Linked DNA regions of Gossypium hirsutum: region 1 is linked to region 2. A link is a contact called in public Hi-C data. All regions are on one chromosome and are shown on one strand. Each heading gives the region's core, a stretch centred on a gene start, on an enhancer-like site or on the middle of the called end of the contact. The rest is flanking DNA. Distances are from core to core; before and after follow the strand shown. Region 1 holds the start of LOC107957035. Region 2 holds the start of LOC107957029 (2-dehydro-3-deoxy-D-gluconate 5-dehydrogenase).

Evidence for each region. A called contact is a pair of places that touch in the nucleus more often than the background predicts.
Region 1: a Hi-C map of leaf shows a contact between it and region 2, with 1.9 times the contacts expected there. The contact joins the promoter of LOC107957035 here to the promoter of LOC107957029 in region 2. A contact is called at or near these places in 3 of 34 Hi-C or Micro-C datasets (hypocotyl and leaf).

Annotation. Positions count from the first base shown.
Region 1 is chrA05:84,113,171-84,116,720 of Gossypium_hirsutum_v2.1, reverse strand. LOC107957035 reads right to left here and starts at 1,549. Exons shown (of 1, transcript XM_016892464.2): 1 at 929-1,549. The coding sequence starts at 1,296. The coding sequence ends at 1,090. It overlaps LOC107957033, which reads left to right. Exons shown (of 1, transcript XM_016892462.2): 1 at 1-406. The coding sequence ends at 209. LOC107957036 (a long non-coding RNA gene) reads left to right here and starts at 2,114. Exons shown (of 2, transcript XR_005926755.1): 1 at 2,114-3,550.
Region 2 is chrA05:83,662,919-83,666,421 of Gossypium_hirsutum_v2.1, reverse strand. LOC107957029 (2-dehydro-3-deoxy-D-gluconate 5-dehydrogenase) reads right to left here and starts at 1,609. Exons shown (of 6, transcript XM_041112544.1): 1 at 1,488-1,609; 2 at 1,131-1,302; 3 at 703-911; 4 at 500-559. The coding sequence starts at 1,222.

The sequences.
Region 1 (3,550 bases), core at 300-2,799, 450 kb before region 2:
CGGATTGGGGGCCGGTTTTCATCGCGGTGGTACTTTTCATACTTCTAACACCAGGGCTGCTGATTCAGGTTCCAGGGAGATCCCGATATGTAGAGTTTGGAAACTTTCAGACTAGTGGAGTATCCATCCTGGTGCATTCCATTATTTATTTTGGACTCATCTGTATCTTCCTCATAGCTATTGGTGTGCATATGTATGTTGGCTCATAGCTGACCAAAACCAACTACCCAACTCTGTTAGAATCTCTAAATTTGTGGTTTTGTATGTATTTTCTGTTTCTGTTTGCATGTGTCTTTTTTAAACCAAAGTTACTACATTGATATTTTTGTTTGTCTTCTGATTTTGTTCTTCACATTAATCTTGCGAAAGAGTTTGATAAATAAAATGTTTTATTCTGGTTTCTGAATCTACTTTTGTCTTATTCATGCTTACTCAAGAATCATCTGCTAATGGCTGAGAGGTGGGGAAGGGCATTATTATCATTTCTTTATATAGCTTACTTTTTCATTATTGTTCTGGAAACAGTCGTTTTCCTGAAGATTCCTTAAAAATGAGCAAACAATTCTGAAGGTTGACTTAATCATTTACCCTTGAGCTCATATTTGACTCTATCAGATTTGCATATGCTTACTAGTTATGATTAATTTATGGTGGAAACCAACAAAACGGTGATATGTACTTGTATCAGCAGTAGTTCCATTTACCAGCTCCAAATTTGGCATTCAGGTGGTAATAAAATTATATGGAGAATGTCAACTTTTCATGCCAGAATCTGAAATTAGGCATTGATGCAGCTAGAGACAAAATGAACTATATTAATGATTGCAGAGCAAAAAATATATATAATATGGCTGTTTGTCTGTTCAAAATGCAATTTATCTTTATCGTTCAAAGCAAGATCAGAATCAAAGATTTACCGTTAGTAGAAAATAGCTGCAATGATCATAACCAAGTCTGAATAACATAGAAGCAATGTGAAAAAACAACAAAAGCTAAATAACAGTAGCAAATTCTTCTTCATGGGAGCAGAAAACATGATAATACAAAATGAAAATCTAATCTTGTTAGATAGAGAGAGTGCCTTTGTTGTTAGACATAGAGGTGGATATGAAGAACAACAAGGAACAGGATGAGGAACAAAGCATAGAGAACAGCATGCACAAAAATGGCAGCCACACTTGTTTTCATGTTCATAAAACCGATGGGTTGATTCTTCCCTGGGATTTGCAGGATTACCCCTGGTGATATAAATGCAAACAGTGCTGCAGCTACGAAGGGAGCAGCCCAATCTTTCATTTTCTAATATATGCAGCTCCTTCACACACACTAATCTCCTGTAGAGTTAAACTGAAAAAAAGCAAGAACGAAACAAGCATTAAACAAATAAAAAAAAGCAAAAGAAAGTTTTGTGGATGCTTGTTTTTATGGCTTGTTCATGGGAATGATATAATGCTAAAAATAAGAACTGTCAATCATTCCCACTTTCTACTTGTGATCATTTAAATCTCTTGCTTTTTGTTGGGCAAGATTTCGTCTTGATGTCAACCCCACAGGCCTTCTATATTCGATTGGAGGAGTAGCCAAGTCCTCGTTCTTGATGCTTCCATCATCAATGTCCACTCAAAGATTAGTGTTTTGAAAGTACCTTTTTTTCATTGCTTCTTTTTATCATCTTCTTTTTCATGCTTTTGATTATTAAAATTTGAGACAACATAGTGGCTTTTTGACAAGAAACTACCTACTCCATCTCCATTTCCGGCGGAAAGTAATAACTTTTTTTTATATTGGAGTTTAGACTTCTTTTTAATCCAAGTTAAGTCCTAAATTTATTATTTGTTCCCACATTGAGATGGATTTGACAACTTTTTCCATATTAGGATCTAAATTTTTTTTTTATCCAAGTTAAGTTCTAAACTTGACAATTATTCTTATATTGGGTCAAAACTTAACCATTATTTCAACTGTCATGCCCCGAAATGTGAATTAAAATTTTCAAGTTGAATCTATAATTTTTCTATTTGAGTGTGCAATTAGGCTTCTGTTTGGGCTTGGCCTGTCAAAATGTCAAAAACTATAACGATAAGTATCGATACCTTTCTAACAAGACCCGATACCTTCGCATTTTTTAGTGTAAAAAACCCTAGTGTGCTAAGACCCCAGGTTTTTAAGTGTAATTTTGCTTGGCCAGCCCCCTCTTCTCATTTTTTTGTTTCTGCTGCCGCCCCTAAACTTGTTTTCCTCTCTTCACTTTTTCCTTTGGCCGTTTTCTCCTCTCTTCCCCCTTCTCTTCTCTTTTCTCTTCTTCTTCTTCCTTTCTCTTCTTCTTAGCTGCCGTTTCTTGCACCCCTCTTGGGTTGTCGATTCTTTTTTTTTCCCCGAATAATCATTAATCGTTCGGTTCGTTTGCACCAATAGTTTTGTGCACATGCCTCTTTATTCTATTTTACACGGTTATGATCCTAACGGTAGATTGGTAAGTGTAAACCTTCCAATCCATGGGTAAGATTTGGTTTTCGAGTAAATAAATCGTGTGTACGATTTATTTCACTTATTGGTTAATCGGGTTTCTTCGATTTCTGAATCTCATTTATGTCGATTGTAATGTGTTGTTATTTATGTGTATACCATTTGAAAGATCGAATCCTGATGGGATCAGAGCAGATCTGAATCGTTGGAGTCCATCGGAGGAGTGAAGTGCTGCATGAGCGTATGGGTGAAGGTGTGTGTCTAACCGTGTGTTTCCGTGAGTGTATGGGCTTGGCTGAATGTATGAGTGCCTATTTTTGCGTTTTGCTTGTTGATTTTATCACTTAATGTTAGTTATTTCATTCTAATGGTTTTGGTTGTGATAAGTAACTCCAGATTTGGTTGAAAAATATTCTTTGACGTGGTATTGAGAAACCAATGAAATGACTTAGTAGTAAATGGGACCTTGTATGGTAGATCTAGTTGTAGCATGCTGCCATTTTTCTGAATCGTTAATGTTGAATATGTGTATAATGTTGATTCAGTGTTAATCCCGCATATATAACTGATGCATGATTATTGTTACTATTTAACCAACAACCTGTTACTGTTTGCATGATAGTATGTTAAAACTGTTATTGCTTTCTAACATTGCTAGCGTGTCCTACTAATGCATTGGGGTTTGGGTTGTTGAAGGAGGAAGTTCAGGATTAAATGTTGGATCGGTTCATCGATCATCTATTGGTGGTTCATCCACATGAGCTAAGGCTCCTATTAATTTACGAGTTGTTCATCTGCAAAATACTATTTTGGTTTGTAGAGTTGGACGAGTTTTGAGGAACTTTTACTGTGATGTGCTGGGTTGGATTGGGTAGTGTACTGCACTAACATTCATAAGCATGCTAGTAGTTATCGTGTTTCTATGAATATTGTGATACTAATATGTATTGTATATTGCAACCTTGTGTTATGTTTATTTACTGCTTTATATACTCACCGCTTAAGGCTTCCTTTGGTTCACCGTTTAAAGTCAGTGAGTTGTAGTTGGATTCCCAACCTTACTGGGAAGCTGTTTGGTTGAGTG
Region 2 (3,503 bases), core at 360-2,859:
ATTGTGATATTTACACATTTATTCATTTTAATTAGCACTACTCTTCTATTTTAAGCAAATTGACTATCTACCTTTTATTGTTTACTTACTCTATTTTGTCTTATATTGTACAAGAACAAAATTCTAAAAAACCATAAAAAAATTAAAAAGCATAAATAAAAAACATAATTTCAAAATTATAAAAAATTCTAAATTTAAAAATTAAAACATAAAAAATAAAAAATTTCTAAAATTTTAAAAGAGTACATGCTTTTTTTTAATTTTTATAAAATATTCTACTTTTAGAAAAATTAGAAATGCAAAAAAAAAACAATTTCTTTTAAAAAAATAAAACATTTAAAAACTTAAACATAAATTATTATGCGTGACATAAATAAAAATTAATAGACACAATTTAACAGATGAACTATTTCGCTCCTTCATTTAAGGTATAATGATCATTTTGCATAATTTTGGGTAAAGAGGCTAAAATGAAATTTAAAGTATAATATAATTTTACCGTGGTGGTTCATTGTTGAAAAATCAAAGCGTCTTGGCTTAATATCTAATCCCATCCCATCTGAAAAATGAGGATAATATTAAGGGCAGAAGTTCCAAACTGCCCCAAAATATGAACATTTTATATGCCACGTCAACATCAATTGGAAAAAATATCAGCAGAGATGATATTCATAGCAAATCCAGATAGAAATAGATACCCACCTTCGTAAGCATGACAATTGACAAGAGCATCCAAGTGTCCAAAAGCTCTCCATGCTTTATCCACTGCATCATTAAAAGCTCCTTCTCTTTCATCTTCCATGTCCAAACCAACCACCGCTACTGGCTCTGGGACCACCACTTTCATAATTGAATCCATTATTTTCTGTTTGGCACTCCTCAAAGAGCACTCATTCCCCATTAATACCAACCTAATCACATGCCCACAACATCATATTCCTATATGTTAAAAAACTTTTGCTCCATTTCATGAACAATCAACACCAACTTATACCTAATCACTTGGATATTGGATTGAATCAAGAAACAACAGTAAATTAAGAAATGGAAAATGTTCTATTTTGATCATAAATGAAAGAACCCCAAGTATATGCAAAACATCAACTCATCTAAAATAGGAAACTTATAACCTGCAACCACGTTTGGCTAAATGCAAAGCAATGTTCACTGAAATTTCATCTCCATCTGAAGTGATCAACACGTTCTTTGCTAGATCCTCCATTCTCAATACACAACTGCTGATCACCCAGAAAACATCAAGAAACAGCAAAATCAAACACAACCCAGAAGGTAAATCCAAAGCTGCAAAACAACAAAAAAGGTTCGTTACCTATATATATATATATAATGCTGCTGATGAAATGAATCAAGGTAGTGGGTTGGAGAGATTTTTGAAGGTAGCCTAGATGATTGTGCTTTTATAGGATAAAAAGATGGTTTTTAATTGGTGTTTATTGGTAACTGGTAGCAAAAATGAAAACAAAAACCTGCCAGGCACAAACGAAAGGTCTATTCCTTTGCGCTTCCGTTAATGCCTTGTTATCTCCTTTAGATAACTTTCCTGAAAACAGTGTTTTTTCTTGTTTTTGAAAAAGACAAAAATATAAAGAGTTTTTTTTTATTTTTGTCAATATTTTATAAATTTTAAGATAAATTTATTTGTTTTAGTAAATAATGAAGAATTTTAAAATTTAAAGCTATTCCAAATTCAGCTGCTTTTTAAATTTTCTTAAAATTTTACATCTTTAATTTACCTTCTCTCACTATAAAATACAAAATATAAAATTTTATTTTAATTTATATTGTTATATTTTATATTATTAATAAATACTGATTTATTTTATAAATATAATATAATCATATGAAGGAGAATAGAAATAACAAAATTTGAATATGTATCATTTAAGTTTTGATAAAAACTCTGTAACAATTATTACGAATAAATTTGGGCTATTTTAGATCCCATTAATTTTCTTTATAATTATTTTTATTTCATGAAATTCCCAATAGCCTATAATTATTCGTACAAAATAAATGCACATAGTAGCATAAAAATAATAGAATACGTGATTAGACTATTGATATTAATTCTCCATTCAACTACAACAAAATAAAAAAGTTTACAAAGTTCATAAAAATATAAAAAGCAAAAAAATAACAATAAACACAAAAAAGAAGAAGTAAATAATCATTTTATAATTTATATAATAATATTAAAACTAATTTCTCAAATGATTTTATTTTGAAAACAAAAGAGAAAACCTTATAATTAACTGCTAAAATGGGGCACCGACCCTAAAAAGTCACGGAAGAAGATTTGATTTGATTCTATTAAATAATAAAATAAATAAATCCCGTGTTATAATATAATATCTCCGACAACAATTGCTGAATCCATATCTCTAATAATTCCTAGAGAATTAATCAATTAATATTTTTTTATCATATTAATTAACAAATATAAAAAAATTCTACAACTAACTCTGTTTATTATTTAGAGTTAATTACACTATACTATACGTCTCTAAACTATTATCTTAATTTTAAATTGATTTTTAAATTTTAAAATTATTTTAATTTTATCATTGATTTTCGATATTATATCAATAAAATCTTTGTTACTAAAACCATTTAACTTAACTATTATGTGAATAATTTTTTAGACACATGCCAACATGGATCATGTTAGGTAAAAAAAAAGTTAAATCTGGGTTATATATATATATGAGAAATAGAACGAACTACTTTAAATTAATACGAACCTATAATTCATTTGAATTTGTAGGAATGTACCTGCAATTATCAAAATTGAAGAAAGTAACGAGTTCTCATAATTCATTGTTAACTAAGAGATTTTTTTTTTCCAAACATAGTAAAACTGATTAGAAAATGTTAGGACTCAATTCAAAGAATTAAAATTTTTTTATTGAAAAAAAGAAGAGAGAAACAAGTTTCTCAATAAAGTTACAAATACAAAATATTCTTCAATCTTCATTGTGGAAAGGACAATAAAACTTAATAGGGAAAAAAGAACAAAACTCATTGATGTGTGTTAAAATAAAAAGGTGTCGTATGGGAGAAAAATAATGGGATGTCAATAAAACGATGCATTTTATTTTAGTCTTTTATAACTACCGAACTATCAGAATCATGTTATAAAGATAGGGCAATTGTATTGGTTTTTCCATCTAAGTTATTCCAAATTCTCTTTTCTCTCTCACTCTTCTTTTCTTCTCCTTCTCCTTCTTCTTTTCTTTATTCTATTCTACTTTCTTTCTCAAGATTCTATTAATTCAATAGAAGCTACATCAATTAGGTATCAAAGCCTTTTTCAATGGTTGGGGGGACGATGTGACCACCCAAATGCAAAAAGATGTGAGTCAGTTGCAATAGGAACTTGAAAAGAAACTTGATGTAAGAATGTATAATTTAAGAGATGAAATCAAGAATGAGATACACGCAGAGGTTAAAACTAAGATCAATGATCTATTTGAGCAGTATTA